3 separate regions of the Mus musculus genome follow, and regions 2 and 3 are each linked to region 1. A link is a contact called in public ChIA-PET and HiChIP or PLAC-seq data. All regions are on one chromosome and are shown on one strand. The core of a region is the stretch at or near the end of the contact, and the rest is flanking DNA. Distances in the headings are between cores, read along the strand shown. Region 1 holds the start of Fos (FBJ osteosarcoma oncogene). Region 2 holds the start of Rps6kl1 (ribosomal protein S6 kinase-like 1). Region 3 holds the start of Flvcr2 (feline leukemia virus subgroup C cellular receptor 2).

Region 1 (3,737 bases), core at 750-3,249:
TGTTTCTATATCGTGTTGTTCTCTTTCCCTCCCCCCTCTTCCGAGTGAGAAAAAAAAGGGGGGCCTAAATTCCCACCAACATAAACTAATGACATACAATGATGAAATTCTGTTTTCACCTCTGCCTGTGACAGGGAATGCAAAAATAGCAAGTGGCCTATTTCCACGAATCCCCGCCTCCCTGCCCTCCCCGCTCCCGCTGGGTTTGGATCTCTAAGAATGGAGGCTAACGCAGAGGCAGGAGCCAGCCGGGATCAGCCCCCCGAACCCGAGGGTGATGTCAGTCGGCGGGAGCGGACGCAGCCTGGCCAGGGAGGCAGAGGTTCCTAGGGAGCAGGGAGGGCGGGTGGCCTGGATGGGCGGACCGTGCGCCCGGCCGCTCCGTCGCCTGGAGACGGCCCTGGCGGCGCTGTGTTGCTGTAAACAGCCGCTTCGCTGTTACTATCTATAGAAAGATCGCCTAGCTCCCGGGTGCGGCGGCCCGAGGCAGGTTTGTGGTTCTGCACCCCTTGCGCCCCTAAAGATCCATCCGCTGTCCTAATCCTCTCTAGTCCGTCTTGGAATGCCCACCGTTTGGCTTGACCCTTGGGACCCTCAGAATGGAGACGAGGGGGACACATGAGTTCTGCGAGGATCTGCGGTTTCCTATCCCAGAGGTGACCGGCCCAGTCAGTCTAACCCGGCTTGTCCTCTGCGGAAGGACAGGAGGCCGAGGGCAAGTAGGGGTGTGTTTGTTCTACACTGAAGCACCTGACCTCTTCAAAGTTCCATCTTCCAAGACTCAAAGCTGTTCTCAGGTCCCAGACGCCAAAATCTCGGCACAGCTGGGAACCTTTCTTCCCGTCCCCTCTGCGCCCCCACCCCCCTTCCCAAGTCCGATCTGGAAAATCACCCGCTGCAGGCGGGTTCCTTGTAAGCGCAGTTTCCAGGCTGCACGTATTCAGACCCCCATCTCCCCAGCACCGACTTGCTTTCTCCTCCCCCCCCCCCCCCGAGCTCACCTCACTTTGTAATTCTGAGCTCCCCCCCTGCCCCGACTCGCCCTCTGGTCTCAGCTCAAAACTAAACATACGACCCCTTCAGGCATACTTGTAGGGTGGTTTTGCACAATGTTTATCCGTCAGTGTCAACGGGGACTGTCGCCTTGATAGCTCTAAGTGGCTAAGGGTCGGGGAGTAGGTGCTGCCGTCCTTTAAAACACGAATTTATGAATGAACCCAGTACTGTAGTTAAATCAGGTTATTGTACACTTATTTACAATCCTTCACTTGCTGCTTCCAACCTCAGTCCTAAAGTTTCTCCAGGCAAGGAGCTGGAGAGAGGGGCTGAGAAGCTGACCCCCCCTTTTTCTTCTCTGCACTGATTTGGGATGGGGGGCTGATGTGGGCAAGCTTTCCTTTAGGAACAGAGGCTTCGAGCCTTTAAGGCTGCGTACTTGCTTCTCCTAATACCAGAGACTCAAAAAAAAAAAAAAAGTTCCAGATTGCTGGACAATGACCCGGGTCTCATCCCTTGACCCTGGGAACCGGGTCCACATTGAATCAGGTGCGAATGTTCGCTCGCCTTCTCTGCCTTTCCCGCCTCCCCTCCCCCGGCCGCGGCCCCGGTTCCCCCCCTGCGCTGCACCCTCAGAGTTGGCTGCAGCCGGCGAGCTGTTCCCGTCAATCCCTCCCTCCTTTACACAGGATGTCCATATTAGGACATCTGCGTCAGCAGGTTTCCACGGCCGGTCCCTGTTGTTCTGGGGGGGGGACCATCTCCGAAATCCTACACGCGGAAGGTCTAGGAGACCCCCTAAGATCCCAAATGTGAACACTCATAGGTGAAAGATGTATGCCAAGACGGGGGTTGAAAGCCTGGGGCGTAGAGTTGACGACAGAGCGCCCGCAGAGGGCCTTGGGGCGCGCTTCCCCCCCCTTCCAGTTCCGCCCAGTGACGTAGGAAGTCCATCCATTCACAGCGCTTCTATAAAGGCGCCAGCTGAGGCGCCTACTACTCCAACCGCGACTGCAGCGAGCAACTGAGAAGACTGGATAGAGCCGGCGGTTCCGCGAACGAGCAGTGACCGCGCTCCCACCCAGCTCTGCTCTGCAGCTCCCACCAGTGTCTACCCCTGGACCCCTTGCCGGGCTTTCCCCAAACTTCGACCATGATGTTCTCGGGTTTCAACGCCGACTACGAGGCGTCATCCTCCCGCTGCAGTAGCGCCTCCCCGGCCGGGGACAGCCTTTCCTACTACCATTCCCCAGCCGACTCCTTCTCCAGCATGGGCTCTCCTGTCAACACACAGGTGAGTTTGGCTTTGTGTAGCCGCCAGGTCCGCGCTGAGGGTCGCCGTGGAGGAGACACTGGGGTGTGACTCGCAGGGGCGGGGGGGTCTTCCTTTTTCGCTCTGGAGGGAGACTGGCGCGGTCAGAGCAGCCTTAGCCTGGGAACCCAGGACTTGTCTGAGCGCGTGCACACTTGTCATAGTAAGACTTAGTGACCCCTTCCCGCGCGGCAGGTTTATTCTGAGTGGCCTGCCTGCATTCTTCTCTCGGCCGACTTGTTTCTGAGATCAGCCGGGGCCAACAAGTCTCGAGCAAAGAGTCGCTAACTAGAGTTTGGGAGGCGGCAAACCGCGGCAATCCCCCCTCCCGGGGCAGCCTGGAGCAGGGAGGAGGGAGGAGGGAGGAGGGTGCTGCGGGCGGGTGTGTAAGGCAGTTTCATTGATAAAAAGCGAGTTCATTCTGGAGACTCCGGAGCAGCGCCTGCGTCAGCGCAGACGTCAGGGATATTTATAACAAACCCCCTTTCGAGCGAGTGATGCCGAAGGGATAACGGGAACGCAGCAGTAGGATGGAGGAGAAAGGCTGCGCTGCGGAATTCAAGGGAGGATATTGGGAGAGCTTTTATCTCCGATGAGGTGCATACAGGAAGACATAAGCAGTCTCTGACCGGAATGCTTCTCTCTCCCTGCTTCATGCGACACTAGGGCCACTTGCTCCACCTGTGTCTGGAACCTCCTCGCTCACCTCCGCTTTCCTCTTTTTGTTTTGTTTCAGGACTTTTGCGCAGATCTGTCCGTCTCTAGTGCCAACTTTATCCCCACGGTGACAGCCATCTCCACCAGCCCAGACCTGCAGTGGCTGGTGCAGCCCACTCTGGTCTCCTCCGTGGCCCCATCGCAGACCAGAGCGCCCCATCCTTACGGACTCCCCACCCAGTCTGCTGGGGCTTACGCCAGAGCGGGAATGGTGAAGACCGTGTCAGGAGGCAGAGCGCAGAGCATCGGCAGAAGGGGCAAAGTAGAGCAGGTGAGCAGCGATTCTGGACCTTTGTGGGCTGGGGGGGGGGGGGGGGGCGGAGACTGACGCACAGACCACACAACAGAGAAGGGACGCTACTGACTGCACTTCCTGACCAGGAGCTGTGGCTGCTAGCCCTTTCCCTCCCTTGTCAGATTTTGACAGTTGGACCCAAGACAAACTCTAGACAGTTTCCCTGACAGCTTCCTACTTCATTCTCTAGCCGGGGAGCTTCTTTGTTCCCCTGCTAAAGATCTCACTTTAAATGCAAATCACACTCTGCCTGCCAACTGCAGGTTAGAAAAACTGCTTCACCGAGAGGTGCGGGTGCTGTAGGAGCCAGTTTCACTGGGGTGACTGAATGGAGGTGACACTAGACAACCTTAACTGAATGTTGGTCCTTTTCTTCTATAGCTATCTCCTGAAGAGGAAGAGAAACGGAGAATCCGA
Region 2 (3,737 bases), core at 486-2,985, 320 kb before region 1:
AGGGTTAACACAATGCCCTAGTATGGATAGAGACAAAGGACCCTCCACTGGCCCTCTCCTGTCCACCTTCTGTCCACACACATTCCCACCCATACCATGCACACCGCGGAGTAGCACGTCCACACCATTCTGGTAGTGGTTGAAGGCAGCCTCGTAGTCTTCACTGACATCTCGCTCCAGTGCCAGGTGGATCTGTGTAGCTGCATCTACCAGGTAGTCACGTTTGGTCACATCGGCTGTCCCTGTAGCTACCCGGTTACGAATCTGTTCCAGGTACATGCAGGCCTGGGACCGTGCTCGTGAACAGGGCTCTGGCTCCAGGCCTGGTCCAGGTGGACATTCACAGGCTACCAGGCTCATAGTGGCCCTGCTGTTGTGACCTGTAAGAAGCAAAGGTCTTAGGGGAGACACGTGTTGGGAGCCACACCCCTACCTGTACTCCAGCTTCCTCTACTAAACATTGGAGAGACAGATGTTCACATCCAAAAGCTGGAGGGACGAGCGATGGTAAGGTCCCGTCTTTGAGCTGGGTCCTACCTCAGTGTGGCAATGATAGATTAACACAGCAGTGTGTGTGTGTGGGGGGGGGGCTTTCTTTTCTTTTCCACTCAAATTCAGCTCCACAAATACCATGCTGTATGAACGGAGCACGGAAAACTGGGGGTACCTGTGACCCACAGCTGCCTTTGAGGGGTGTCCACAGAGTAAACCTAGTGTCAAGAGCATAGTAAACATACCAAAGTCACACACTGGCTTAAAGCTGGTCTCACCTCTCCTCCACCTCAGGTCTCCCCTCCTCCCTGTCTTCCTTGTGAAGTTCCATTCAGCTCAGGGGTACCTCTCCCCAGACAAAACCTTTGGCCCAGAGAGGTCCTGAGTCAGCAAGTGGGGAACTCCCCCCCCCCAATACCCAGGCTCCAAGCCGGAATGGCGAGCTCATCAAAGCCCCCTGGGAGATGAGGTGATTGACAGATTAGATGCCAGTTCATGTGGAGTTCAGCGAGAGTGTCAGGGTGACCCAGCCCTATGGAGGCTATCCCAGAAGTCCAGGGGCCTGTGCGCCCTCCCAAGGACCTGACAGTAACTCCTCCCCAAGCAATGTGTGACCCCAATGGCCCAAGGGATAAGAGTGGCGGCTGCCAGAGGGGAAGGGGCAAAGAGAAAGCAGCCAGCAGTGCGGTCCCTGTCCCTCACAGCAGCCTAGCAGCCACCGTTGCTGTCTCGGGTACCCTGGAAAATGACCAGGGGGTAGCTTTTCTCCCTGGATCTTTTCCACCTCGGCAAGGAAAGAGACACAGGATAAAGGAAGAGGTGGGGAGGAAACGCACATATCCAAGCAGCCAGGAGGCCAGGAGATGGAGAAAGGCGGCCTTCCTGCTCTGCCAGGCCCAGCGGGATAGGTAGCTTCGAGGCCTGTGCTGGGGCACCGACGCCGGCTGCGCAGGGCTGCGAGTTGCGGGTCCAGCTTTCGGAGCCGCGTGCCTAAGACTATACACGTCAAGCAAGCAGCGCGTGCACGACCCCGGCACACAAGGTGCATCACTATAGGGAACGTCCAAGGAGGTCGGGCTGAGGCAGGGAGGGGAAGCCTCCTCTCCTGAGAGGATGGCTCAAGAGCAGACCAAATACTATACCTGTCCGCGTGCCAGAGCTCCGGGCCTTCCCGCCAACGCTGTCCCTTCACCTTCTGCAAGGCTCCGTCTGTGCCTACCACCCTTCCGCAGGTGCCTGGGGGCGGGGGTGGGGCGTCTAGCCGGGTGCCTGCCAGCCATTGGCTAAGGATGAGCTCATCCTCAACCCGTTAGAATAAACCTCCAATCATCGTTCTCCTCGGCTTCTGACAGCCCTTAAAGCCCTAGAGTTTGCAAGGCCAGGAACTCAGGAGTGGGAGTCAGTGGGGATGGATGTGGGTGACTGAGTGTAGCAGGGAGAGAAAAGGTCTATTGTCACCCAGGGATGTGGCTGCCTTAGACCTCTAAGCCAATGAAACTTAACCACAGCACGTTCAAGAGACTTTCTTCATTCACTACTTCAGTTAGTCAATGTTTCTCTGTTGGGTGTGTACTCTGCCCTAGGGCTTAGGGTAGAGCTGCCTCTATGGCTTCACAGATCAATCTGCCCAGGGCTTCCTGGGCTCTAAGGTCAGGCGAGTGGTTCGGAGTTGAGCAGCACCGAATCCTAACCTGGAGTCAGAAATGCATTCCCAAGAAAGGCACAAACGACCCCGACCCCCTTACTTGTCAGAAGCCACTCTGCGCTTTGCTGTGACCTTGTCTCTGGTAGTTTTCCACACCGGTCTCCTCTGACTCCTCTTCCTCCTCCACACCCCTTCCTCACCCAGAGCTGTTGTCGTCTCTGGGGATCACACTCAGGTCACCAGGCTCAAATGGCAGCACCTTATGCACTAAACCACGTCACCAGCCCCAGATTTATCTCTTTATTAAAATAAAACAACCTTTTAATTTTTGAGTTATTTATTTTTATCTTATGTATATTGGTGTTTCGCTTGCAAATATGTCTGTGTGCGGTGTTCGATTCTTGAAATTGGACTTACAGACAGTTCTAAGCTACCATGTGGGTGCAGGAAATTGAACCCCGATCCTCTGGACAAGCAGCCAGTGCTCCCAACCATGAGGTCATCTCATCATCCCTAAAGCATCTTAAGGGGGAGAGGGAGGGGGGAGGGGGAGAGACAGAGGAGAAGAGAGAGAGAGAGAAGAAAAGAGAGAAGAGAAGAGAAGAGAAGAGAAGAGAAGAGAAGAGAAGAGAAGAGAAGAGAAGAGAAGAGAAGAGAAGAGAAGAGAAGAGAAGAGAAGAGAAAGAGAGAGAAGAAGAGAAGTAGCTTGGGTCTGGTATGGGCTTTCAAAACCTGAAAACACACTTCCTCCAGTGAGACCACACCTCCTAACCCTTCTAATCCTAGCAAAGAGTGTCACTCCCTTGTCACAAAGCATTTAAATACATGAGTCTATGAGGTCCATTTTTATTCACACGGACACATTTTAACAAGCTAAAGACAAAAAATTCAAAACTGAGCAAAGGATTTTAATAATTTCCTCAAAGAAGATATAAAAACAACCAGTAAATAGATGAGAAGATATTTAATATCATTGGTTCTTAAGGGAATGCAAATTAAAACCACAACAACGCATCGCTGATATCCACTGGATGGCCATAGTTAGACAAATTACCATAGCAAGGCTTGACAGTGTTCTGGGGAAACGGGGACCTTACACTGCTGTCAGGGATGTGGATGATAAGACTCTGCAGAAAGTGTGTTAGTCGATGCTCACAAAGTTAAATTTACAGTTATGTACGATCCAGGGTTTCACTCCTGTGAAAGTCCACACACAAATGTCATTAGCAGCAACAATCACAACAGACAAAAGTGCAATGTCGTCACAAGGCTCACACTCCTAGGGACCTGCCTGCCTCTGCCTCCCCAGGGCCGGGAATAACTGTGTGTGCCACCACTGCCTGGCTTAAAACTTATTCTTTATTTCTGTGTATGTGTGTGTGTGTGAATGTGCCCAAGGAGGTGAGAGAGGCATCAGCTTCCTGAAGCTGGGGACTACTGGACAGTTGTGAGCTGCCCAAGGTGGGTGCTAGGGGCTGAACTCAGGTCCTCTGCAAGAACCATCATGTGCTCTTAACCACTGAGCCATTTCTCCAGCCCGATTACACATACTTTTTAAGTGACATGCATGTGTGTTTGTATTGCACAACGCCCCAGCATG
Region 3 (3,737 bases), core at 867-3,366, 270 kb after region 1:
CTAATATAGACTTTCTATAGCTTAAGCCTGTGTCTGAGCCACCTTGTCCAATGAATGCCCCACACCACCATCCACTCAGATAGATTCTATTTTTTTTAAAGATTATTATTGTTGTTGTTATTTACATTTACATCCGTGCATGTGCTCACAGGTCAGCATGTTGTTGTTATTTACATTTACATCCGTGCATGTGCTCACAGGTCAGCAGGTGCCTGAGGCTGGAAGATTCCCTCATGCTACAGATGGTTGTGAGCCACTCAGTGTGAGTGCGGGAACTGAACTCAACTCCTCTGAGAAAGCAGCAAGCCCCCTTAAACCCTGAACCATCTCTCTTCGCCATCACCTATTCTTGATTCTAATGTGCAGACTCAAGTTGTAAACACCACTGCAGAGCTTTAAAAGGGGGGGGGGGTCGGGGAGGACAAGGAAGCAGTGTCCCTCAAGATTCAACGTGTGAACACACATGAATCACCTGGAGATTCTGTTCAAATGTTCTAATTCAGGAGTTCTGGGCTGAACCTGGGGATCTGGGAATCTTCCCTTGAAACAAGCTTGGCAGGGGGGCGGGCATGGTGATATACACCTGTAAACTCACCATTTAGGATTGAGAGGGTGTGGAATTCAAGGTTACCCTGAGCAACCCTGTCTCAAAAAGACCAAGCCAAAACAGACAAAAAAGGCAAAACAAAAACACCACCAGGTTTCCAGGAGCCACCCAGGCTGCAGCTCAGACTGCTCTTATGTAACTGTGTGGTAGCTTGAATGATGGGAAGTATGACTTTTCAGGCCAGCTGGGACCTTAGTTAACTGAGTTCTAAAAGGCTTGTTTTCTTGTCTATAGCACGAGGCAAGAAGGCCGAGAGCTTACAGCTCGATGTTTTCAAAGCCTTGAGTGCCTGCACATACACCATACACATGCACACATACAGACACACACACCCAGGGCAAGCAATAGTAACTACATTATAGAATGCCCGGCATGCTCACCCATGAAGCACATTTACCCCGTGGCAACAAATGCTAGCCTTTTGGCAGGATAGGAAACATTTGTTGAACGAATTATCAGCCAGGGATTTTTCTTTTTTTTTTTTTTTTTTTTTTCGAGACAGGGTTTCTCTGTATAGCCCTGGCTGTCCTGGAACTCACTCTGTAGACCAGGCTGGCCTCGAACTCAGAAATCCACCTGCCTCTGCCTCCCGAGTGCTGGGATTAAAGGTGTGTGCCACCACGCCTGGCTGGATTTTTCTAAGGGCCATTATTTCACCATCTACATTTTGCAAAAGAAACGGGAGCTCAGAAGTGGTGTTCAGTGACCTATTGTTACACGCCTAAGTCGCTAAACCGGAATCCAACCTAAATTTTGGGTTCTTTATCACTGTGAACCCATGGAGTTGTAGGGACCAGCGCAAGCCAGCATTCCTTCTCTGAAAGCCTTGCTTCCAGGCTAAGAGGTGACGCTCAGGGGATCGGTAGGTGGCAGCGGAGGGCTACGAGGCTGTATGAGTCACTTCGTTGCCTCACTCCCAGAGCCTGCGCAGAGACTTGGTTCCACAACTTTCCCTCCAGGCTATGCTTGGCTCGCGGGGTTCCCTAGTGGGAGACCTCAGGGACCCGTCAGACACTAAACAAGTTCATATACGAGTTCACCAAAATAAGTCTTTGTCGGCTGGGAGGTCTCTGAGAAAAGCAAGCATTCCTTTCACCAGGCACACTGAACTGTCACCTGGAGAGCCCAGCAAAAGAGAGGAAGGTAGGGATCTCTCTCGGATCCCCCTGAGCAGTTTAGGGACTCCGAGCCTCGGTGCACGCCCGCTGGCCCCGAGAAGACTCTGACCTCGGAAGGGCGTGAGGCGAAGTCCTCATTTACCAACGAAGACCTCTGGGAGTGGGGGGGACAAGTGAATTTAGGGAAAGTGTAGGGGTGGGGGCTAACCGGGCGGTTTCCATGACACCGGGGACGTCGGAGAGGAATGTACACCCCAACCTATGGCGAAACAAGAGCGGCGCCTTGCGAGCCCCGCTCAAGGAGGCAGGGGATCCTGGGTGGGAGGGGTTGAGGGGCGTGGGGAGCCGGGCAGGCCGGGGGGCGGGGCGGTCACGTGCGCCCGAGGGGGCGAGGCCCCAGCCTGCCCGGGAGCAAACCGAGCTCGCCCTGCCACAGTTCGCTGTTCAGGAGTCAAACTTTTTCCAGGACGGTCAACGCTTCATCTGGACAGCCTGGAACGCGTGGCAAGGCGTCTGCGGCCAACTTGGGGGACAACAGTTTGCTAGGGAGTGATCGTAGGAACCTGAGATCTCGATTTCTCCGCTAACAGAGGTGCGCTCCCGGAGAAGTGTTGCCTCAGCTCTAGGGGGACAGGCAAAAGGCTGCTGACCCATAAGACTGTAGGAGTCAGTACGTGCCTGGGATTCAGGAGCTCGTTGTGGTCATGGTGAATGAAAGTCTCAACCAGGAGGAGAGCAATGACAGACCTGCGCCAGAGTCGGAATTCCAGATGGACACCAGCTACTCCACCCAGCCCAGCGGCTCCATCCATCCCAGCGTCTCAGGCCACCCCAGCGTCTCAGGCCACCCCAGCGTCTCAGGCCACCCCAGTGTCTCCATCCATCCTAGTGTCTCCATCGACCCCAGCGTCTCTGTCCGTCCCAGCAGTTCAGCACTCCCCAGTACCTTGGCTCAACCCAGCGGTTTGACCCATCATAGTAGCTTGGTTAGAGAAGACAGCGTGATCAAGGTGAGCAAGCGTCGTTGGGTCGTGGTCCTGGTGTTCAGTTGCTACTCCTTGTGCAATGCCTTCCAGTGGATTCAGTACGGCTCCATCAATAACATCTTCATGAACTTCTACGGTGTCAGTGCCTTTGCCATTGATTGGCTGTCCATGTGCTACATGCTGACCTACATCCCTCTGCTCCTGCCCGTGGCCTGGATGCTGGAGAAATTTGGTCTTCGAACCATCGCTATCACCGGCTCAGCTCTCAATTGCCTGGGAGCCTGGGTAAAGCTGGGCAGCCTAGAGCCTCACCTCTTCCCGGTCACAATGGTGGGTCAGGTCATCTGCTCTGTGGCACAGGTCTTCATTCTGGGCATGCCCTCACGCATTGCTTCGGTCTGGTTTGGAGCTGATGAGGTTTCAACAGCCTGCTCCGTGGCTGTGTTTGGCAATCAGGTGAGTAGAGGGCGGGTGTGTGTGTGGACGGCTGTTCCAAAGAGAGAGAGCATCTCACCATGATGGGGCTGAGTATGTTAGAGGGTACCTGACGATGAGAGAAGCTGTAGTTTTCTGGTTCACAGACTTTATGACTCTTGGGTGGCTTTGTGGTTGGGTGTGGACTGACAGTGTAGTTGGGTGATTGTGACTGTCAGTGACATTGAAGATTAATGGGGCGGGGGTCACAAACAAAGGACTTTTTCTTTCATCCACAGTTTTTCCTAGCCTGTAGGAAGCATACTAATTAAAATATGATCGTTTTTTGATGGTGTTTCTCCCCAGCCTTTATCAGTACACCAGTTCCACCAATTTTAGGAATGCTGGTCTTTTCTCTGGTAGCAATCTTTGACTGCCAGGTGGCTGTTTAGGTGTCCTTGGTGGTTTTAGCTGGACCAGCCAGATTTGCTAGAACTCAAGATCCTCTGTGCACGAAACTGTGGGCTGGGCTGTTCTTACCTTTTACGCAGAGCTGAAACCAGGACACCTGGAACCAGGCTTTGCCCTAAACTCTCTGGGATTTAGAGCCAA

What was found. ChIA-PET counts read pairs in DNA pulled down with a chosen protein or histone mark. HiChIP or PLAC-seq counts read pairs in DNA pulled down with a chosen protein or histone mark.
Region 2: a contact with region 1 is called in an H3K27ac HiChIP or PLAC-seq map of trophoblast stem cells, with 9 read pairs. The contact joins the promoter of Rps6kl1 here to the promoter of Fos in region 1. A contact is called at or near these places in 1 of 39 promoter capture datasets (embryonic stem cells), 1 of 15 datasets of contacts at CTCF or cohesin (embryonic stem cells), 15 of 484 Hi-C or Micro-C datasets (B cells, the C2C12 cell line, brown adipocytes and 6 more), 8 of 115 datasets of contacts at active chromatin or transcription factors (SST interneurons, embryonic stem cells, epiblast stem cells and 3 more) and 2 of 9 other capture datasets (adipose tissue and embryonic stem cells).
Region 3: a contact with region 1 is called in an RNA polymerase II ChIA-PET map of memory CD8 T cells, with 61 read pairs. The contact joins the promoter of Flvcr2 here to the promoter of Fos in region 1. A contact is called at or near these places in 5 of 115 datasets of contacts at active chromatin or transcription factors (embryonic midbrain, embryonic stem cells, memory CD8 T cells and 2 more) and 1 of 9 other capture datasets (adipose tissue).

Annotation. Positions count from the first base shown.
Region 1 is chr12:85,471,891-85,475,627 of GRCm38.p6, forward strand. It overlaps Fos (FBJ osteosarcoma oncogene), which reads left to right and starts at 2,000. Exons shown (of 4, transcript NM_010234.3): 1 at 2,000-2,290; 2 at 3,045-3,296; 3 at 3,702-3,737. The coding sequence starts at 2,150.
Region 2 is chr12:85,149,529-85,153,265 of GRCm38.p6, forward strand. It overlaps Rps6kl1 (ribosomal protein S6 kinase-like 1), which reads right to left and starts at 1,736. Exons shown (of 11, transcript NM_146244.4): 1 at 1,635-1,736; 2 at 96-380. The coding sequence starts at 360.
Region 3 is chr12:85,744,423-85,748,159 of GRCm38.p6, forward strand. Flvcr2 (feline leukemia virus subgroup C cellular receptor 2) reads left to right here and starts at 2,117. Exons shown (of 10, transcript NM_145447.2): 1 at 2,117-3,167. The coding sequence starts at 2,430.